Regions from separate parts of the Mus musculus genome. Here region 2 is linked to region 1. Evidence: chromatin contacts called from public HiChIP or PLAC-seq data. All regions are on one chromosome and are shown on one strand. The core of a region is the stretch at or near the end of the contact, and the rest is flanking DNA. Distances in the headings are between cores, read along the strand shown. Region 1 holds the start of Mtg1 (mitochondrial ribosome-associated GTPase 1). Region 2 holds the start of Chid1 (chitinase domain containing 1).

The links. HiChIP or PLAC-seq counts read pairs in DNA pulled down with a chosen protein or histone mark.
Region 2: a contact with region 1 is called in an H3K27ac HiChIP or PLAC-seq map of embryonic stem cells, with 3 times the contacts expected there. The contact joins the promoter of Chid1 here to the promoter of Mtg1 in region 1. A contact is called at or near these places in 3 of 39 promoter capture datasets (the C10 cell line, cranial neural crest and pre-B cells) and 2 of 115 datasets of contacts at active chromatin or transcription factors (embryonic stem cells and pancreatic cancer cells).

The regions. Positions count from the first base shown.
Region 1 is chr7:140,136,274-140,139,619 of GRCm38.p6, forward strand. It overlaps Mtg1 (mitochondrial ribosome-associated GTPase 1), which reads left to right and starts at 1,291. Exons shown (of 11, transcript NM_199301.2): 1 at 1,291-1,500; 2 at 2,046-2,110. The coding sequence starts at 1,392.
Region 2 is chr7:141,538,190-141,541,424 of GRCm38.p6, forward strand. It overlaps Chid1 (chitinase domain containing 1), which reads right to left and starts at 1,639. Exons shown (of 13, transcript NM_001142681.2): 1 at 1,584-1,639.

The DNA of each region.
Region 1 (3,346 bases), core at 41-2,540:
TGTGTGTAACACTTGAAAGTTCTAAGGCAGGCCCGGGAACTGATAGGGGACAACTCAATTTCCTTACATTGATTTATATGAGTATACGAGGGAGAAAGACGACTTTTTTTAGACTGCCTCATGAAGCTCAGGCTGACCCTGAGTTCCTGACCCTCTTGCCTCAAATCTCTCATATGCTAGGATTACTGGTGTGTGCTGTCACACCTGCCTGAGTTTTGGTAGCGTAGGCTACAAAGTGAGATATTGTCTCAAAAGGAAGAAAAATGTGCCTAGATTTTAAGTTTAAATTTCTAGGCCAATTTCCCACCATGGAGAAGCCACATCTTCATTGCCAGCAGCCCAATTTCTTCTGGCTTCCCTATGAAACCCTAGAATCTTGGGCATGCTAGGCCAGGCCAGCTTGTTATCCTCCATGCTATATATCCTCAAACCTGAAAGATTTGGAATATAGTGAAAAATCTCCAGATTGGGACTGGAGAGATGGCTTGGAGGTTAAGAATGATTGCTGCTATTGCACAGGACTGAAGTTCAATTCTCAGCACCCAGTCAAACAACTCAAAAGCCCCTGTAATTCCAGGTCCAGAGGATCCACTGGCTTCTGGGCGTATCCGCTAACACATGGCATACACAGACACTTCAAATAAAAATATAAAGGGCCCCCAATGGAGGAGCTAGAGAAAGCACCCAAGGAACTAAAGGGAACTGCAACCCTATAGGTGGAACAACAATATGAACTAACTAGTACCCCGGAGCTCTTGTCTCTAGCTGCATATGTATCAAAAGATGGCCCAGTAGGCCATCACTGGAAAGAGAGGCCCATTAGACTTGCAAACTTTATATGCCCCAGTACAGGGGAACGCCAGGGCAAAAAAAGGGGAGTGGGAAGGTGGGTATGGGGAACTTTTGGGATAGCATTGGAAATGTAAATGAGGAAAATACCTATTAAAAATGAGAAAAAATATAAATAAATGAAATTGAGTCTTTTTGTTGTTGTTTTTCTCTGTCTTACCATGTAGCACTGGCTCTGGAATCCACCAGGCTGGTCTCAAGCACACTGAGAGCCACTTACTGGCCTCTGCCTCTGGTGCTGGGGATAAAAAGTGTGCGCAACCACAACATAAGAGCAAATATAATATTTTATATATATATATCGTCTTTCCAAAAGAAAAAAAAGGAGACTATCTTCAAATCCCTGAAAAGAACCTCACATAAGCTCAGGAATCCTGAGAATGGAGCACTACCGGGCCAACCCCGTGCCCCTGCTTATCCCAGAGTGCTCGAGTCAGGCGCATGCGCAGTCGCGCACGGAACCCAGGCGCGCCGGAACCCTGTGAGCAGATCCAGGCCCTGGCGGAGGCGGTCCGACTGCGAACTCTTCCGACACCAGTGACATGAGGCTGTGGCCGCAGGCATGGGGTGCCGTCCGGGGCGCTTGGCGCGAGTGCTTCCCTCTGCAAGGTCACGATGTAGCACGCTGGTTCCCCGGCCACATGGCCAAGGGTGAGGCCAGCATGGGCTGCAGGCGGCACGGGCGCCGGTCCTGGCGGTTCCTTGGTTCGCCTTCCTGGCATCGGGTTGGAGAGCTGTTTTGTGCTTGATACTTTTGAGACGCACTGAGTGGTCCCTTTAAGTCACATGCAAGCTGATGTCTGAGTTTATAGGTCACAACTTGGCCCCAGGCAGCTGTAGACGTAGTGCGGTCCTAGGCTGCTGTTTGCTGTGGTCTTGGCTGCCGCAGCCATGCGAGATTATAGTGTGTGGCAGAAAAGGCGCCGGGAGTGTGAGTGGACAGGTGGCAGTTGCGGTGCGGAGCCTCAGTGTTTCTGTGCAGTGAGGGTATTAAGTCCGCACAGTATCAGGAACTTCCTGATTAAGACCATCTTGTGTGAAATGTACCTTCCAGAACCATCGGGGCACCGTGGAACGTGGCTCAGAATGCTGCCTCCTTTAACCCTGTGTGCACTGATGGTTCTCAGATGTATTCCCCTAGGAGAACTTAAACTTGCCCCCTTTGGCTGTTTCCTTAGTGCCCCTCTATTTTCTAGGACTAAAGAAGATGCAGAGCAGTCTGAAGTCGGTGGATTGTGTTATCGAGGTTCATGACGCCAGGATATCCTTTTACGCTGTAGAGGGGAGCACCTCTGCTCGACTGTAAAGGCAGCAGCAGGATGCTTTCCTGGTTCCTCTCCATCTCCTTCAGACAGTTTAGTCTGCTCTGCCTCTGGTCCATCATTATGTCTACAGCTGCGACAGCTTCTTTTGTAATTACTGGGACATAAAGCAGTGTTTTCCAATTCTCATTACACATTAGAGTTCCCGGGAGGCTTTTACATCAATAGCTAGGGCCCTTTTAGATCAGAATCTCCCTCGTGGGGTCTAGGCTGGTGTTTTTATTTTTAGGCTCCCATCTGATATCTCTCCCCCCCCCCCCCCCCCAGACAGGGTTTCTCTTTATAGCCCTGGCTGTCCTGGAACTCACTCTGTAGACCAGGCTGACCTTGAACTCAGAAATCCGCCTGCCTCTGCCTCCCAAGTGCTGGGATTAAAGGCGTGTGCCACTACGCCCGGCCCATCTGATATCTTATTTGTCTCAGCCTCTTGTTTACTTTGATATTTTTAGGGGTAAATTATGAAACCGGAGATGAAATGATCCTACTAACCTGTCCTTTCCTCTTGTCCTTAATTGAAGAATTGGCAAGTTACAATCATGTCTACTGGCAGGTGCTTCTCAGACTGTTTGTTGCATTTAAGCTGTGTTTGGTTTCTGTTGGCATGTGAGTTTTTCATCCTGCTTACTTAGCCTTAGAAGAGCGTGGGGATGCCAGACCACCAGGCCCCTGGAACAGCAGCTGGTGGTGGGCGTGGGGACCTGCTGCCACTGGTGGTAGTCTCTGGAAATAGTCATGGAGAATAGGAACTATTTCAGCCTTCAGAGAACTTCAGGAACTTTAGCAATAATACATCTGGTGTATTTGTTTTAGGCTATACATGTCTACTCATCTAATATCACCTGCTGCCAGATGTGACCACCACCACCACCACCACCACCGCCAACCACCACTATTGACATAGGGTCTAACACTGTAGTCTTGACTGGCCTGAAGCTCACTATGTAGACCAGGATGACCTGGAACTCACATAGATCTGTGTGCAAGGAGTAAAGTTGTGTCCACCATTCCTCCCAATATTTGATTATTTAAAAAGTAAAACTTTGTTATTTTCAGCATGTATGATGAGAGAACTGTCCTCCTTCAGTCTCTGGAACACTTAACTGAATCTAGGATGTGGCAGGAGGTCTGTGCTGGGTAGCGGTTTCTGTAGCATCTTAGGACAGGAGCCTGGAGAC
Region 2 (3,235 bases), core at 389-2,888, 1.4 Mb after region 1:
TGATGGTCAGCCTACATTTTCATTTTTGAGAACACATTTTGGAGTGAACTGTTCATATGAGGAGGTGGGTGAGTGTATGGTTGGAAATGAAGGTGACGTAAGAAGCAGGATGATCACAACCCCAGGTGACATTTATTGACCATATGTTGCATGCCAAACCTGGTGAATTATCCACAAGTTCTCTCCACAGACCAGGACTCAGGCAGGCATAAATGTTATTCCCATTTACAGATAAGGAAACCAACACAGGGGGCAGCCCACCAAGCCATGGGGCACGTGGCTACCATCCCATCCCAACTATACAATGCAATGCAAACAGGACTGTGATAAGATGGCTCAAGTTATAGTTCTGTCACCAGCACACTGTCTCTGGGCCTCCCTGGGCTCCAGTCTAGAGATCTGTGGAAAGTTCTTTGGAAATTTTCCATCACAGAGTGTTCAAGATTTGAGGCTGCGCTGAGGGTAAGGCCTCATGTACCTAGCAAACTTGAAGGAACCCATACAACTTGCTGTATACCCTCCTACCTGAGGCTGGGCCCTCCACATAGAGCTCATTCTCTATGCCCGACAGCCACTCTGGCCTTGCTAACTCGTTTGCACACTCATGTCATCGTTCGTTCATTTGTGGCTCCACAAGCTATGCACACTAACTCACATATCTGAAATCTCTGACTTCGTTATCTTACATCCTGGTTCATGTTTATACTCCTTTATACACCACTCACCCATGTTTCTTCATATCCAGCTACACTGGCACATACATAAACTTAACACATTCACTACTGTGCTGTTCACACGTGCTTCCTGCGGCTTCTTTTGCCCCACCCCCAAACTCTTTTTTGGAGACAGGGTCTTGCTATGTGGCCCTGGCTGACCTGAAACTCACTCTATAGACCAGGGTGGCCTCGGACTCACAGAGATCCATCTGCCAGCCTTTGCCTCCCGGGTGCTAGGATTAAAGCCATCGCTACGGGCTCTCTTGATTTTATGCAACGGCCTGTGCTCGCTCATATTCTCAGATTACTGTTGGCTCGAAAGCTTCCTCACAGTCACACACTTGGCGCTCACACTTCTACTAAAGAACAATGTCACACTCTCTCCCATACCTGCTCTCACCCTAACACTCTCTCACCCTTGCTCATACTCATCCCCACTCGCTTTCTCACCCCTAATAAAGTCCATGTTCTCACATCTCCCCTCACCCATTCGGGCCCTCACACCCGCTCGCTCTCTCACATACGCCCTTACTCTCAGGCTGACACACCTGCTTTCTGACACCTACTCACCCTCACATCTGTTTCTTCCACCAGCTCACCCTCACATCTGCTTATTCCGCACGAGCTCCCACTCACCCTCACATCTGTTTCTTCTCACACTGACACGATCGCTCTCCCCCTCAAACCCTCTCATCCTCACTCACTTCCTCGCCCTCACATTCATAGCTCCCATATTGCTCTCATCCGTGCCCTCTCCTTCCCGCTCACACTCTGCCCGTTCTGTCCGGGGAGAGCCTCGCTGCCCGACGTTCCCGCATTGTGACGCGGAAGATGAAGCAGTCCCATTGCCGCCACAGCCGGGCTCACCTTCATGTCAGGAGACCGGCCAGACCCATCAAGCACGGCCGGAAGACGATTTAATCAACCGGAAGTCCCGCCCACTGGCCTCCACAAGCTCCCGCTGCGCCACGCCAGCTTCCTAGATGCCTTGCGCACGGCACGCTGGGATGGGGCGGGACCGAGATGGCTGGAGGGCGGAGTTAGAGGTGGAGCCTCGTAGCGACCGGCGAGCTGGAGAAGGGCTGAGAGTGGATCGGGACCGTCAGTTGGATGAAGACAGAGCTGAGTGTGCGGAACGTGTACTTCGTAGCCGTAGGTGCTGTTTCCGCTCCTGCAGCCAGTCCCTCTATTGATCAAGGGCCTGTCGTACAGCAGAATAGTGGGGTCAGATCCCGAAATCCTCCCAGAGAAGTTGGTGGTGATGTTGAACATCCCCTCTCCGGGATTGATGGCTGGCTGCCTCAGCACTGTGCTGAAGTCTACATTACGTCCACTTATGTGACCACCAAGGCCTTTAGGGTCTTGGGAACCCATCCCTGTCAAGTATGGGGGACGTGGGTCACTATGCGCATAGTCAGTTCCGTAGTCTCCCAGATGTGTCAGGACAGACTGTGCGCCAAGTCTTTGAACCTCCACATTATCCCAGTTGCCACATTTCTGTCACTATCTATAGGTTTGCAGTGCCCACTACACTGTCTCCAGTAGAGACACTGCTCCAGGCAATATAACATCCTTCTCCAGATGGCCTAGCACAGCGAACATTCTATCTGCCTAAATCCCAGAGCTGTCTTGGTCCTCGTTTTTGGTCTTGCAAATTGTAGGAGCTAGAACCCACAGAGGCAGACACCACGCTCCCCACCCCCATCTCAGCTTTAGCAAGAGGAGCCCAGACACTTCTTCGAGTGGGTTGAAAGCACACGTGACCAGCATTTTTATTTTTCATCAAGCTGACTAGTCCCCACCCCCATCCCTTGCTGTTCCCAGCAGTTTCCTGCAGAAACCACATTTGGCCTGTCCACACCCAGTTAAACCCTCTGGCCCACTCCACTATGGTCTGTTCCAGGATTTGCAGTGCGGCTGTTTCCCCATTCCTGCTGCTGCAGAGGTTTCTCACTGAGCTGAGCTTCGTGTTCTTCCTTCCGAATCACGTTTCCTCCTTTCTCTTCCCCATATTTTCTGCCAGCTGTCCCCCAAGCCTTTCTACAGGGGCGGGGCTGGGTGTGTATGCTAAGGCATGCTGTGCATCACCATCTGCTTTCCTGGCATCCAGCTCAGCACCCTACTAGGAACAAATGCCCAGAACAGTGATTCCAAGTGGGCAGAACTCTGGAGAGGTGGATGTCCTGAGAATTGTTCAGTCCAAGCAATACTAAAGAGACCATCATTCTTTTAAACCAGCGAAGGCATTTGGATCTGACTGATGTAAGAGGTCTTTGAGCTAAAGACTTGGCAAAGTCCACTAAGGATTCCACTCCCAGTCTGTGTTGCAGACTCTTAAGAACAGAAAGGAGAGAAAAACAGAACTCAAGACCAGCCCCTTTCAGGGTTCCATTAGACAGATGCTCAGGAGCCTGTTGAGCTGTACCCACAAAGTCTGCCCTGCCCTCACCTGCACAGCCTGACAAAGGGTGCCCCAGATCTCTGGTATGTGTGTGTAGGTGAACACTGGCTTCTCTCCC